Regions from separate parts of the Mus musculus genome. Here region 2 is linked to region 1. A link is a contact called in public Hi-C data. All regions are on one chromosome and are shown on one strand. The core of a region is the stretch at or near the end of the contact, and the rest is flanking DNA. Distances in the headings are between cores, read along the strand shown. Region 1 holds the start of Smg7 (Smg-7 homolog, nonsense mediated mRNA decay factor (C. elegans)). Region 2 holds the start of Tor1aip1 (torsin A interacting protein 1).

Region 1 (4,152 bases), core at 723-3,222:
CCTAACAAACTAGTAAGTTCTGTAAGAGGGTGGAGTCCTTACTCTCTATTCTTAGCAGTTGGTACAATGCCTTACCTACAGGTGAACAACCAACCAATCAATGAATCATAGGAGTAGAAAGAGCAGATGAACAAAGAGAGCCTTTCCTATTTCCCTCAACTGCTCAGGTCATCTAGGACTCAAAAACATGGTACCTTTTTGTGGTGATAGCTACATTAGTCTGTGCTATTAATTTACTCACACACTGGATATTATCATGTAATTTCCTTAAGATTAAGAACTGTCCTGGTAGTTTCTATTTTTTTCTACTGCACCTATATATTCACAGCTCACTGTAAAGTTTACTTAATGCAGTAATAAGGGTAACAGAGGAAAAAAAAGAGAATGCCACCTTATAATATCAGGCATACACATTGTGCTAAACTCTGGAATTCATGCATCAAAGATTCAGAGATCCCACCACTCTCTCTCCAGTGTAATGAATAACTACTTTCAAAGACAGAATAGCCACTCTGTTTACCACAGAACAACATCAATTCTCTTGCAATATAAATATATATATGGGACCACTCTTAACACATCGACTTCCACATCACTTATGTCTAAACAGCTAAAGAAAATCTTACTCAGTTATCTACCCATTCAATTCTCTTCTCCTCAAGGTTTCAACTCACTTTTTAAAAGTATCTTCCCAAATAAGACCTGCTATTTAAAAGAAAAACACTGTTCCTGAAAGACAAAAAGGCCAGTTTGTAAGTTCCCAGTCTTAGCAACTCCTCCATTAGCCTCAGGCACTAGCAACCTTATTTCCCATTGTGAAGGCTGTATTTTCCCCTCTAGTTTCCTCCAAGCTCTCACTCAAAATCCGTCAAACTATTCTGACTGCACACCAGCTGCTGTCTTTCCATTCAAAATGTTCTCGACGTCGGTGTTAATGCATGTGAGTCTTCTTTAAGTGTGCATCAATCCCTGCTTCCCCTCCCTTACCCCAGACACTCACACACACACACACACACACACACACACACATACACATACACACGCACGCACCCCCAGTACCCATGGGTCACTCTATCTCCTTCATACAAGTTCCTTACATCGCACCTAATGAATGCACACGACTCTCAGAATGGTATCTTCCAACTACAGTTTCTTTCGAGAACATCACCTTGTTCGTAGCACCTCCCTCTTCCCTCGTCTCCCCATCCTTTTTCCCCCTTTCCGGGCTCTCCGACCCCTCTAACTCTGGACAGAAGGCATTATTTCTCCTCCTTCCAGCCCGCGACTAAAGAACAAGCTCGCGTTTCCTGCGGGCTCCCCTTCCTCTCATTTGCCCTCCAGAATGCGCCCTCCCAACCCCCAGGTGTGCCGACTTCCATCCTCCTCTCTCCTGCATCGCCCCGGCCAGCACACCACGTTTCCCGGGCCGTGGGCTCCAGACCCCTTCACACCCACCTCGACTCTGGGTCGCTGCCGGCTCTCCTCTCCCCTACCCCGGCCCCGCAGCCTGCGACCAGAGGCGCGCGCGCGCGCGCGCACACGCACACACACACACTCACACACACGTTCTCGTCTCCCGCTTCCCCAACCTCCCTCCGCTCCTCGCCCGGCTTCCCCCGGAGCGCGGCTCGCCCGGCTTCCCGGGGGCCAGGCAGCCATGTGTGTGCCCGCCCCCTCCCGCAGCCGCCCGCTCGGCCCCGCGCTCGGCCTCCCCGCCCTGGGGACAGAAGGACGCCGCGACTCCCCCACCGCTTCCGAGTCCGCCGGTCCTCGGCCCCCCGAGAGCCTCCCCTTCCCCCGTCGCCACCACGCCTCGGCCAAGCTCCGGCGCTCACCGGAGATACTGCGCGCTCTGCAGGCTCATCCTCCGCCGCCGCGTCTCGCCGCGAAGCCTCCGTGGGTCTCTCAGGCTCCTCGGAGCGGCCCCGCGGCCCCGCGGGTGCTGGCGGTCGCCGCCATCTTCCTCTCCTCCGACTCCTCCTCGCTTGGCGCGGGGTGGGGGGGGGGGAGAGTGAGTGAGGCGAGGGGGAGGGAGTTGGGGGGAGCGGCTCCGGCAGCGGCTGCGGCTCTGGCCTGTGGGGCGCAGGGACGCTCCGGCTCCGGAGGGGGGGGGGAAAAAGAAGGGGAAAGGGGCGGGGAAAGAGGAGGGGAGAAGCAGAGGAAGGAAGTCGGGTTCGCTCTCGCGAGACTTCAGCAGCGCCGGTCCCTCTGGGTGCTTTCCGCCGCTCTGTAGCGCTCCCTCTTGGGATCGGCGAGCGGTGCGGTGCCCGCGCGCCGGCCGAACGATCCGGTGCTGGTGCCCGGCGGCCTCCTAAGGCTCCGTCCTGTTCCTCCCGGGCGCGGGGGCGGCCCCCGGCTCACCGCGGACATCGAGCCCAGAGCAGCCCGGAGTCACACTCAAAGCCTTCCGCCCGGCCACCCGCCCACTTCTCACTTCCTTCCTTCTTTCTTTTTTTTTTTTTTCCCACTCCTCCACTTTCCCCGCCGGAAACGCCACCCCTTCCTCCTACAGTTCCGCCCGCCAATTCCTCGACTCCGGTCGTCCCCTCGCGCGCCGGAGAGTGACGCAGAGGCCTCCCCCGTTTCAGCCGCCCCTCCCCGGGCACTCTGGGAGAAGGTTGGGGGGGGGGGGGGGAATAGGGCGGAGCCCAGGGAGAAATAGAAAGGAAAACCAATCCGATTGGGCAGGCCGCTGCCATGGAAACTGGAGGCTGTGGTTGTATTGTCATAGTAACTGCCGTGTGTAGACAGGGTGACCCTCCCGTAGAGAAACGGGTTCCCTGGAAACTGCCCAGGATTCCCCACTTGGATTCCCTGCCTTTTTAAAAGCCAGAAGTCGAAATGGTTATCCGAGTAGGAAAGTCCATTTCTTCCTCCCTTACTCTCCCAGCAAAAATTGGGGGAGACCCCGAAGCATTCATTTTAGGCATTGCCAGTCCCCCAAGGGTGGAAACCACCTCCATCGTTGCCTATCTGAGCCGGGTAGGGAGAGGGCCGGGCCCGAGAAGAAAAGGCAGGTTATGAAGGCCGGCGGCGAGTGGGTGGGAACGAGAAAGCGAGGGCGATGCTGCGAAGTCAGAGGAAAGGGAAGGGGCTTCCCCACCACTGTTTGAGGCTGGGCAGCGGGATCCCGCCAGAAGCGGGTCCCTAAGGGAAGAGACGGGCACATGACAACCGAGATGCGGCTCCGGCGATCGCGAATGTTCGACTTTTTGTAGCCGGTCGACCCTTGCCTAATTCCTACTCGATATCACCGGCGAGACCTCCCGTAGGCGACTTAGTGAGAGCTCGAACCCAGCCTAGGAGGCTAACACGCAGTTCTTAGGCATTTAGAATGGAGAGCGATCAGAAAGGCTGATGACGTTCTTTCCAGAGGTACCCTCAGAGAGAAAAGACGCTCCGTCATCGAAGGTTGATCTCCAAAGACCCCCTCCTCAAAAACATCTGCAGTGTTTTAGAACTTGCCATAAAAAAAAAGTATCTAGATTTATCTGCATGAGGGAGTTTAAGAAAATAATTTTCCATTTTGAGAACGAATATTTTAAGCATTTTGTGTCAGGTTTAGGGTTAAAATAGAAATAATGGATCCTGATGATGTGGAATCGTGTAGAATAAGTCATTCTGATGGAATGAAGTAATTATTGATATTTTACAGGTTTTATTTTCAATTGATGTTGAAAGTTATATAAGCAGCTATCCTAAAGTGTTTTAGAATAAGATCCAAGAACGCAGTCCTCACTGTATAGTTAAAACCAGCATTTTCAATGGGATCTTGGTTTTGGTTTGGGTACCTGATATCTTCCGGTTTTTCCATGCTGCCTAAAGAATCGCTTTACAGGTCTTTCTCTGAATCCAACTCCTATTAACCTAGAACAGTGTTTATTTGGAACGTGTTTCTGTTCTCAGGAAACGAAAGTACAGCCCACTTGGACATCATTCTCAAGGACAGCATGTCATTAACGAAATAGAAAGTGAACTATGCCCCCTCATGCTGCAAGCAAGCGCGAGTGTGAGGCGCTATGACGTATGGGCGATTGCAGCAGTACAATGGCCCCTATCTTCCACCAGCGCCAACGCACCGCCCACTCACGGGAAAGAGAGCCACCTAGTGAGAAACTGTTCACATCTCTGGTGTGTAGCTTTCTACCTCAA
Region 2 (4,152 bases), core at 525-3,024, 3.1 Mb after region 1:
GCATAAAGTTTCCCAAATGAACAGATCTTCAAGTGTGTCAGGACTTTAAGGGCAAGTAGGTAAATCTGCAAGCCAGTTTACTGTGCTCTAAGCTTTAAATCCACTCCTGTTCAGATGCATCAAATGTATTAGGGAGGCCATCCCACTGTGACTCTAACCCTCAGAATTTTACCTCATAATTAGGTGACTGACATGGGGCTTACTGGAACCACCTGTGACTCAGTTATATCCGAGTGCAGGGAATAAGAGGATGGCTTGAAGAATTTGGTTCATCTGTGTGACTTAACTAAAACTATAGTACACACCCTGTTGGCATCTGGGGCTTCATATATAAGCTTTACTAATAAATAGAACCTTGTTTTGTTTCAGTAGTTTGTCAGTCTTGACTTGTTTAGCTACTTAAGATTACCGTGATGGCCTCCAATCTGGGGGGAAAGTCTGGCAGAGACCAGACTCTGTATTTGGAGTAATGTCACCAACCCATTCATTAAAGTCAGCTACTCCTCGTAGCATCCGCCTAGAAATGATCTCGTTTTCCCAATCTTGGTGAAAAAAAAAAAAAACGAAAGAAACCGACTGGAAAGTTAACTTAAAAACAGGATTTTCAGCTGGGGACTTGGGGCCCCCGAGATTTAAAAAAAAAAAAAAAAAAAAAAAAAAGGAAATGGAAGTGGCTTCAGTAGAAACTTCAGAGGACGGAAATGAAACCGAGCGCAGAGTAGTTTGGGGCTCCGACAATGGCTTAGCCGCCGACCTCTAGCAAAAGCCTACAGAAAGAGGAGACCTAGACCCCCCAAACTGAAGCTCCAGGACTAGGCAGAGCTGCCCGCCTCCGCTCGGGTCACTTCGCACCACCACCTTCCCGCGCGGCCCACTGCGTCCTTCCCTCTTGAGGGTCCGGGTGGACTCAATCCGGGAGTGCGCGCCCAAAGGGCCGCAGAAATCACCAGGACCCAGGCGGGGCCGGAGCGGGGCCGGCCTCCACGGGGGCGCGCCTGCCGCCGCGTGCCCGCCGCCGCGCGCGCTCCCGAGCCCGCAGCCGAGACTGTTACCTTCGCGGTCCTCACTGGAGGACGGAGAGTCCCGTAACCCTCGGCCGCTCGTGGCCGGAGACAGCTGCGGCTGCTGTGAGTGCTGCTCAAGGCGAGCAGACCTCCGCGTCTTCATCTCCTCGGCTTCCTGGGCTCGCCGCTGCCTCCGTGGTCGAGAGCGAAGGTTGTAAGCGCTTTCTCTCACTTCCTCTCCCGCAGAAGCCGGCCGGAACTTTTCTGGCGGGGTTCGTCTCCCCCCCGGAGACCTTTCTTTGGCCGCCCGGGGCTCGAAGTCGCCGTACACTTCTGCCGGCTCCTCTGAAAACCTCACTTCCCGTCGTCCGCGGCGCGACGGGTGAGCTCCGTACGCAGGCGCGTCACTGCTGTCGCCATTTCGCGGGTCGAGCCTCCGCCTTCCCTCCCGGATGGGGGCTCTGGGTGTGACGTAGATGGCCCAACCTTCTCCGGGCCCCTCGGCCTGCCACCTTTCTCCCGCCATAGTTGTTTACGTAGCTGGTAGTCGGTTCGTGGCGATAGATTGGCCGCAGATAGATTCCGCTGCGGGTAGTGGCGATGGCTTCGGGGAGGTTGTCGCAGTGGTCAGGGAGGCAGTTGAGAGTCGCCGGGGCCGCCGCCTGCGTCCTCGCTCGTGTGCCACCAACCAGCCTCCAGGCCCATGGTGTGTCCTGAGGGCTGTCGGAGAGGCAGTGCCCGAGCTGGGTCAGCTGCTGCGGGTCACTCCCGCCTCCTGGCTGAAGGCACCAAAGAGGAGGAGAAGGGGGAGGAGGACGTCTCTGTCCTTGGCCTTGGAGGGAAAGGTGGGGGCGACCAGGAGGTGGTAGGACAAGTGGCCTGTGCCAAGCTGCTGATGGCCAGTTGCCCACCACCGGGGGCGCTGGTCCTGGCTCCCAGAGGCTTTGGGAAAGGGCAAGTTTCAGTCCTTGATCCCAAGCTGTTGCGCAGTTCCCCTGCTACTTTGGCCACTCCTTTTCAAATGTCCCTGGGAGGAGAAATGATCAGAAAGGCAATTCTGCATGTCATCTTATGGCGAAAATTATAGTTTCATGGACCTTTATGAAATTGCTTTTACCCAGTTTAAAATTTTTATTCACCTGTTGACCCTTTAAAATTGTGTTTAGTTACACTCTTGGGGTGTGTTTCCATTTTTGAGTCGTAGCCATATCAACCATATTCTTGAATTTTCACGTGAATGGTATACCAATAAGCTATACCCTAGCCCTAAAAAAAAAAAAAATCGATTTTGAGTTTTTATTTGGAAGCCACATAACAGTGATTTTGAAAAAAAACTTAAAAGTATTTGCCTTTTTCCAGTATTTTAAATAATGACCTTAAGTTGTTACTCAAACTTAGACAAATTCCCAGTTACTAGAATTTTCACAAATAGTCTATAAATTTGGTCAGCAACACAGATGACTCAAGAGTCATGTTTGGAGCTTCATTTAGCATTGTTTATTAACTACAAAGAAGGGGAGCCATAAGGAGACAGCTGCCCTTTTTTTAAAGATGTGTGTGTGTGTGTGTGTGTGTGTGTAAGTGAGTGAAAGGAGGGAGGGAGGGTGATCTCTGCCTGTCCTGGAACTGTAGACTAGACTGGCCTCAGCCTCACAGAGATCAACCTGCCGCTGCTCCCCAAACGCTAGGATTAAGGGTGTGGGCCACCACACTTGGTAGCACTTTTTTAGAAAACAAAACTTAAGGAAAAACGAAAGTGATACTCATTCGTGGTAGCCTGAAAACTGGGTGTGGCTTTTTTTTTTCTACAAAACGCTGAGAAGTACTGATAACTTGGTAATGTTTGGCTTGTGTCTTTTCCAGTAATGCTTTGTTTGTAAAGTGCCTATTTACACAGTCAACAATCACAAAAATTCTTTAATAGATGTACAGCAGTGAAAGGATATAAATTTTTGTAGTGTTTATATTCTAAGCTCATAAGGCAGTGTGTGCAACAGATGACTAAAGACACCTGGGTGCTGGCTTGTTAAACTCTGGTTTGAAGGATACATGAAAAAGAAAGTGAAGAGGTTCTATACATAATTGGTCAATCAGAGAAAATGAGAGGTTACAAAGATTATTGGATAATTGGCATGTGCTTTGTTTTGTAATTAAAAGTACTTATAAAGTAGTTTTATGAGTGGCTTTTTCAAAGAAAAAATAAGGATGTTAAAGTTTAGAGGCAGTTAACTTCGCATTTAACATAGATTTGCTTAGGATTTTTCCCTCTTGCCTAGGTCATAGGTATGTGTCATCTTTAGAAGCTGTCACCCACACCTAACAACTTTGCAAAAAACAAACTTGGATTACTATGAGTTAAAGCCAAATTCTTGTCAAACCAGATATTCTGCTGTAGGTGTTTTCCAACCTCTTTTGAGCCAGCCTTGAATATATTCTAAAAGATTATTATAGACAGTAGATTCATTTCCAGTATTATAAGAGATCTTTCTGGGCCATGAGTGTGACGATCTGAGCTTTGAACTTAAAACAGTTTCTTTGGGAACTAGAAAAATGTGGAAGAATGAAGAGTTTTACTTAGAGAATTTGCCATATGTTAGAGAAGACAGATGCACAAAAATAAACTGGTATTAACTGGTATGTGTATCTGACAAAATTATTTCTAGAAATCCTGTGTTCTTTATATTGGCTCTCTAAATTAAGCAACTTTTACATTAAAAAGAAAATTGTGTATAGGTGTTTTGCCTGCATGTATGCCTGTATACCAAGTATGCCTAGTGCCAATGGAGGCCAGAGGAGGGCATTTGACCCTGGAATTGGAGTTACACAGTTGTTAGCCACCATGTGAGTGCTGAGAATCAAACCTCCATCCTCTGTAAGAACAGTCAGTACTCTTCAGCAATTTTAAATGAAAGTATTTTATTGGGGAGGGCTTTTCAAAACAGGGACTAATGTAGCCCAGACCGGCCTAGAACTCACTATATAACTGAGGCTAGCCTAGACCTCCTGATTCTCTTGCTCTAACCTCCCAAGTGCTAGGATTACAGATATATGTCACTGTCACCATGCCTGGCAAAACACTTAAAAATATTTCTTAATTATTGAAAGATCGAGGAGGGTGGATTACCTAAGTCTCTCTCTCTCTTTTTTT

Evidence for each region. Hi-C and Micro-C count contacts between places; a contact is called where the count stands out from the background.
Region 2: a Hi-C map of uterus shows a contact between it and region 1, with 7 times the contacts expected there. The contact joins the promoter of Tor1aip1 here to the promoter of Smg7 in region 1. A contact is called at or near these places in 3 of 484 Hi-C or Micro-C datasets (CD4 T cells, rod photoreceptor and uterus) and 1 of 9 other capture datasets (liver).

Annotation. Positions count from the first base shown.
Region 1 is chr1:152,900,674-152,904,825 of GRCm38.p6, forward strand. It overlaps Smg7 (Smg-7 homolog, nonsense mediated mRNA decay factor (C. elegans)), which reads right to left and starts at 1,973. Exons shown (of 23, transcript NM_001160256.1): 1 at 1,836-1,973. The coding sequence starts at 1,864.
Region 2 is chr1:156,034,706-156,038,857 of GRCm38.p6, forward strand. It overlaps Tor1aip1 (torsin A interacting protein 1), which reads right to left and starts at 1,775. Exons shown (of 10, transcript NM_001160018.1): 1 at 1,053-1,775. The coding sequence starts at 1,530. Tor1aip2 (torsin A interacting protein 2) reads left to right here and starts at 959. Exons shown (of 7, transcript NM_172843.4): 1 at 959-1,403.